Linked DNA regions of Sus scrofa: region 1 is linked to region 2. A link is a contact called in public Hi-C data. All regions are on one chromosome and are shown on one strand. Each heading gives the region's core, a stretch centred on a gene start, on an enhancer-like site or on the middle of the called end of the contact. The rest is flanking DNA. Distances are from core to core; before and after follow the strand shown.

Region 1 (3,039 bases), core at 519-3,018, 120 kb after region 2:
GCTGCACTAGAGGGCCAAGCTTACCCTAAGGCACATTTTCTCTATCTCTGCACTGTTGACCTTCTGGACTAGACGGTTCTTTGTTGTGGGAGAATGTTCTGTGCATTGAAGAATGTTTAGCAAATGGCCGCAGCAAACTGCCCAGTCGTAACAATCAAAAATGTGTCTAATCATTGCCAGATGTCCCCAGAGACAGAACGGCCCCCAGTTAAGAACCACTGCTCTAGGGTAAGCACTGCTCTATAGTATCATGTATAATCCTCGGTAGGGCATCAGGCACATACTATAATTATTTCCATTTTATAGAAGGGTACACTGAGGTCAGAAAGTTATGTGATTATCCCTGGTCCCTCGGGAAGAAAATCAGATCTGTCTGACTCTGAAGTCTAGGTTCTTGCTCCGATGCCATTAATTTCTACTTTTTATTTCAAAATGTCCCCTATCCAGCTAGATAGCATGGGCCCAATAACCAGTTCTCTGAAGTTCCGGGCAAAACCCCAGCCGCACACCTCTGGCACCACCGAGGACCAGCTGATTCAGCAAGGGGGCCTGGCTTGATTCTTGACCTGCTTTAGGCTGACTCCAGCAGGGAAGGCATTGATTCGCTCAAAATTAGCAGGCGCCTCTGTTCCCTGCCCTGCTGTTTGCTTATAGAGGGAACTGAAGCCTAATCTGGATCGGCGCCTGACTCCGGGCCGCGTGCCAGGCCTGGCGCGGGAACACTGGCACACACGCTCTCACCTGGTGTGCGGTCCCTTGCGGAACTCATCCTCAGCTGCAGCTGCTGCAGGTGCCTGAGAGATGCGGCACATCCAGCGTCCATCCTGCCACTGAAACGCCTCTATTGCGGGTGCAGGCTTGTCCTTACAGCCTTCTTTTCGGTCCTTTCACTCGGTGCCATTATGACTTCGGGCCCCCGCCCCTCCCACCACCTACCATCCCCCATCTCCCCCGAACGTCCTATCTTTCAGGGGAAGACAAATGGGCAATTAGGAAATGAAGGGTAGAACAGAGCAGAGACACAAAAAGAGAACCATGATTCTCCTTGGAGGCATGGTAATGTCAGGGAGACTTCACAGAGGAGGTAACATGCCAGAATTTTCCAAGAAGAACATGTGGGAAGAAGACTTCTGAGCAGGAGAGGCCAGTTTTGATTTTGTTTGTTTGTTTGCTTTGTAGGGCTGCACCCTGGCAGCATATGGAATTTCCCAGGCTAGGGTTCAAACCAGAGCGGCAGTTGCCAGCCTACACCACAGCCACAGCCACAGCCACATCCACACAGGATGCAAGCCACATCTGTGACCTACACCCACAGCTCACAGCAACGCTGGATCCTTAACTCACTGAGCGCGGTCAGGGATCGAACCCTCAACCTCACCGATACTAGTGGGTTTGTTATCACTGAGCCACATGGGAACTCCAGGAGAGAATATTTTAGGCAGAGGGGATGTCATGTGAAAAAACGGAGATGCTCTAAATGGTGCAGCCACCCCAGTGCCCCCCGGATGACGAGAGCTCGAATGATGAAGAGGAAAGACCGGGGCTTGAAGACAGGGAGCTGGACTATTCCTTGTCTATAAAGGGAAGAGCAGGTCTTTAAGGAAAGGCATGAAAAGTTGGATTTGTACTTTACAAAGAGGACTCGGTCTCCTCTGAGCAGTATGGTGTGGGGAGGGTTGAACCAAATGCAAGGGACCGATGGAAACCCAGGAGGAATGTGTTCAAACCACTTGCAGTTTAATCATTCAACAAATATTAATCTAGGACCCGCCCTGGCTGCCAGTCCCTTGGCTAGACAGCCAAGACGGAGTGGTGAACAAGGCTGACATTGTCCCAGCACACGCTGATCTCCCGTTCCAAGAAGGGTGACAGGTACCAAACAATAGGCACAATTAATCACACAGTCAGAGGGAGGCATTCTAGGAAGGAAGGGTTTAGTGGCCTATGAAAGTGGACCGCACCAGACTCGGACACAGTCTGAGGGTGGCCGTCGTTGGGGGTGGGGGCACTTTCTCTTTTGTGTTACAAAGTCAATCCCCCAACAACCTGGTGTGTTAGGCAAGATTAGTCATCATTTTACAGAAACAAAGGCTTAGGGCAGGGAGTCAACCCTCTTCCTTGAGGCACGGTTCCTGGCTTCTGAGGAGCATAGGGCAAGGTTGGGAAGCAGGAGCACGATTCCAGATACGACCTCATCCCTCTGCCTGGTCATGCCAGATGTGTGACCTGTAGGACTCGGGTTTTATCGCAGAGTTTAAAGACTCTCCTCCTCTCCCTCCCTCCCTCTCCTCTCTCTCTCTCTCTCTCTCTCTCTCTCTCTCTCTCACTCTCTCTCTCCTCTCTCTCTCTCTCCCTTTGTCTCTCTCTCCCTCCAGGCTAAACTGGTTTGTTGAACCGTGTGGACAGAGCCAGCCAGTGGGGTGACATTGTGTCAGAGATGGAAGCTTTCTGTCTCTTGCATCAGAAAAGCAGAGAGTGCCTCTCTGGCAGTTGGCAACAGATACAAAAGCAGCTTGCCCTGAAGATGACTCAGCTCTGGGCCTCTCAGCAAGGCTCTACCAACAGCTATTTAAAAAAAAAAAAAAAAAAGATGAAGCAGCTTCAAGGAGACCTCAAACCGATCCCACAGCAAGCCGCTTCCCATCAGGAAGGTGGTAGGCAGACAGTGCTGACACTTCCATGAGCAAAATGGCAGAGTGTGGCCAAGGACTTGAGCAGAAGGCCTGCTGGTCCGGCAGGTCTGTGTGTTCTGATCCAGTGTGGCATTTGTCTCTGTCACCTGGAAGCTGGCCTTGGGAGCAGGCTTGTGACTGGCTGACTCATTCTGCATGGCCCCAAACCAGCTAGATAAGAGGAGGGGCGCCCATAAATGCAAAAATATCTTTCAAGCACCTGTGATGGGAGCTCTCAGGCCCCACGGAGGTGGTACAGACCTGGGACCCAGCTGGCTGAACTTGGAAGCCCAGCCGCACACCTCAACAGCCGTGCGGCTAAAACCTCTCTGTGCCCCAGTGCCCAGAGATGTGGCAGGAGGAGAAG
Region 2 (3,033 bases), core at 164-2,663:
ATAGATGTAGTCTCCAAGCCAAGGTTAAATTGTGTGACATCAGAACATGTCTAAAATGGAACATATAAAAACATCAGAAAACTTTACATACAGCATGATTTTAATTATTAACTATTCATGCTAATATACTTAAAAGATTACTTAGGTATGGGAATAAAGTATTTATTTTTACTTAATAATTTATGCATATCTTCACTTATATGATAAATGCTTATAATCACTTATATTTTAAAATGTTTTTAGGAGTCAACAGTGAGGCTTAGTGGGTTAAGGATCCAACATTGTGTCCTTGAGGACGTAGGTTCGATCCCTGGCCTTGCTCAGTGGGTTCAGGATCAGGCATTGCCTCAAGCTGTGACAATGCGGCTTGGATTAGGTGTGGCCATGGCATAGGCTGGCAGCTGCAGCTCTGATTCGACCTCTCACCTAGAAACTTCCATGTGCCACAGGTGAGGCCATAAAAAGAAAAACATAACAAATAAAATGTTTTCAAAATGTAATAGGAAGCTTAATCAACGTCCCATTAACTTTGCCTTTGAAAGAGTTGTGAAACAGATCAATTCAATAAGAACTGAGTTCATAAGCATTTATCTCTCATAAAATTCTAGTTCTATCCACAGACATGAAATGGTTAAAGGCTGGTAAGCAAATGGTGAGTCAGGGACGTCTTAGCTGCCGAATATTGGAGGACAGAGTTAAAGGGAAGGAAAACATAACGGGATTGTGAACTCGGAAATCAAAGTGTTAAATCTCGCTCTACCCCTAAGTGGCTATCGAACTTGTCTAGTTTATTCCCTCTCTCTATTTTTCAGTTTTTCCATTTGTGAAATTGGGGGAAATAGTTCCTTCACTCATTCCTTTATTCAAAAAATATTTATTGAGGGTTTATTCAGAATCAGGTCCTGCTGCAGGCACTGGGGGCAGAGCAGGGCACACAGACATGGGGCTTCTGCCTCGGATGACCAGGAGACTACCAGTCAAATAAATATGTAGATTGGAATCAGGTGCTTTGGAGAAACATAAGGCGGGGGAAGGAGAAAGAGAGCGATTGGAAGGTCTCTAAGGAGATGATTAGTGAGGCGGTAGCTAAGTGAAACATTGGAGCAAGTCACGTTGGCATGGGGGGAAGCGTGTCTAGGCAAGGGGAACAGCACTGCAAAAGCCTTGAGGCAAGAGTGCGGCTGGGTCCAGGTGAGGGGTGGTAGAAATGAAGGCAGTTCTCTTCCATTGCAGTTGAACCAAACAGAGTGCATGCCTGTCGGCAAGCTCAAAATGCTCCCAGTGTACTTGAGATTCAAAGTCCAAGGCCGTCACACAGAGAGTGAATTTACAGAAACTTCATCAGCCCCATTGTAGGCTTTGAAGGTCCGCTGTGCAACTATTAGCTGATCCCATTTAACAAACAGTGACGCAGTCACCAGGCATGTTTGTGCCCAAGCAGGTGACAATTTTCTCTCCGCTGACTCCAGTCAAGGACTTTCCGCTTCCAGATTTCAGGCACCAGGTGACGTTGGGCACAGGGGGTCAGGTGGTGAGAGGAACAGGTCACGCGCCAGGCAGGTGACATGATCTGTACTCAGCTCGAATTTCAAAGGGCCCACTTTTCCGGCCATGTGTCAAACACACAGTTTGAACGCTGCAAGCAGAGTAAGGTGATTCATCAATTTCCAAACCCTTGGGAAAGGAACGTATTGTTTAGATTTTCTAATATGTTTTGTTAACCCCTACAGAGGTAGCTATAACTCAGGAAGATAAAGTGGGAGGAAAGTTAAGGGCAAAATAAAAATAAGCAATTACTGTCTTCCGTAATTATCAGCCTTATCATTTATTGTGCACTAATAGTTGCATTTCCAAGCAGATACTATTAATTAGTGAAACAACAAGGCAATTTGCATTCATCCTGATTCAGAAGAATTTAGACTACTTCAACAAACCAAACATGGGTAACTCAGCCTTATTACTTTTTGTTTTTTCAATAGATGGGAAAATCGAGGCAGAGAAAATTAATAGATCATGAAAAGAAGTAAGTTTATCCAAAGCTTGGTAGAAATCATATTTGTCTTCAAGGATAGCCGTGCATCAGGACAATTTGTAGAGCTGGGTTAGAGCAGGGAAAAGTGGAGGCAGGGAGATTGAAGTTAACATCACAGGAGTACCCTGGCCTTTTTTTGGTTCTCTTTCGGCCAGCCCATGGCATATGGAATTGTCACAGCTGTGGCAATGCCAGATCCTTAACCCACTGCACAGGGCTGGGAATCAAACCTGCATCCCCAGCACTACAGAGATGCTGCCGATCCCATTGCACCACGGTGGGTACTCCATGGAATACCCCTCACCTTTGCCAAGGGATCAAATCCCTCTATGTTCCTATCTATGAAATGGGACTGTCATTCTCTGCATGATGTGATTGCTCTAAAGAATAAATGAGAGACACATGCCTACAAAGTAGGTGTGGTTTGTAACATGAATGGATGCTGTCCAGAATCCAGAAGAAGTGCCCCTTAAGAAGGAGGAAAAAGTTCTGCATTGAACTTGAGTGGGGCCAAATCGTTTTTGGAAGAGTGGTAGCTGGGGCCACACAGCCAGAAGGAAATCCAGCTCATCTTAAGGTACAGTGACAGACTTTGGACTGGATGTCTAGTCTATGGTGTGAGGAAAGGTCCTCGTAGGTCTGTTTTCCAGAAGATGACAAAGCCAGAACGGGCTGTGCCTAAAATTATCCAGTGACTTCGTTCTGGAATGAGTTTGAGTTGTGAGAACTTTTGCTGGCTGACTTTAGCTCATGCTGGCTTTGGGACCCAGAGAAGCCTTTGTGACTCAACTGTTCAGTTCTGCACAATTACTGCTTGCAGCATCTGTATGGAAAGTGACATTCACGAGCACCTAGGTTTATGTAAGTACATTAAGAAAACACCTCCAGAGGACAAGCAGAAATAGCACAGGTGAGCAGAAATGTTTTTCCATGTTAGTTTCTTCGTCTTTGATTTTATTTTTTTACATTCCAGAATAGTTTATTTCATCCAGCTTGTTACT

What was found. Hi-C and Micro-C count contacts between places; a contact is called where the count stands out from the background.
Region 1: a Hi-C map of liver shows a contact between it and region 2, with 5 times the contacts expected there. The contact joins two enhancer-like sites. A contact is called at or near these places in 1 of 5 promoter capture datasets (liver) and 6 of 47 Hi-C or Micro-C datasets (fetal liver, liver and skeletal muscle).

The regions. Positions count from the first base shown.
Region 1 is chr4:11,893,028-11,896,066 of Sscrofa11.1, forward strand. No RefSeq gene overlaps it. Among named protein-coding and RNA genes, the nearest start is that of MYC, 570 kb to the right of the region's middle. Within about 2 kb of position 1,769, at least 28 of the 83 cell types and tissues checked have an H3K27ac peak or open chromatin away from gene starts, as enhancers often do. A contact at or near this core is called in liver, where this site is marked.
Region 2 is chr4:11,777,783-11,780,815 of Sscrofa11.1, forward strand. No RefSeq gene overlaps it. Among named protein-coding and RNA genes, the nearest start is that of MYC, 680 kb to the right of the region's middle. Within about 2 kb of position 1,414, at least 10 of the 83 cell types and tissues checked have an H3K27ac peak or open chromatin away from gene starts, as enhancers often do. A contact at or near this core is called in liver, where this site is marked.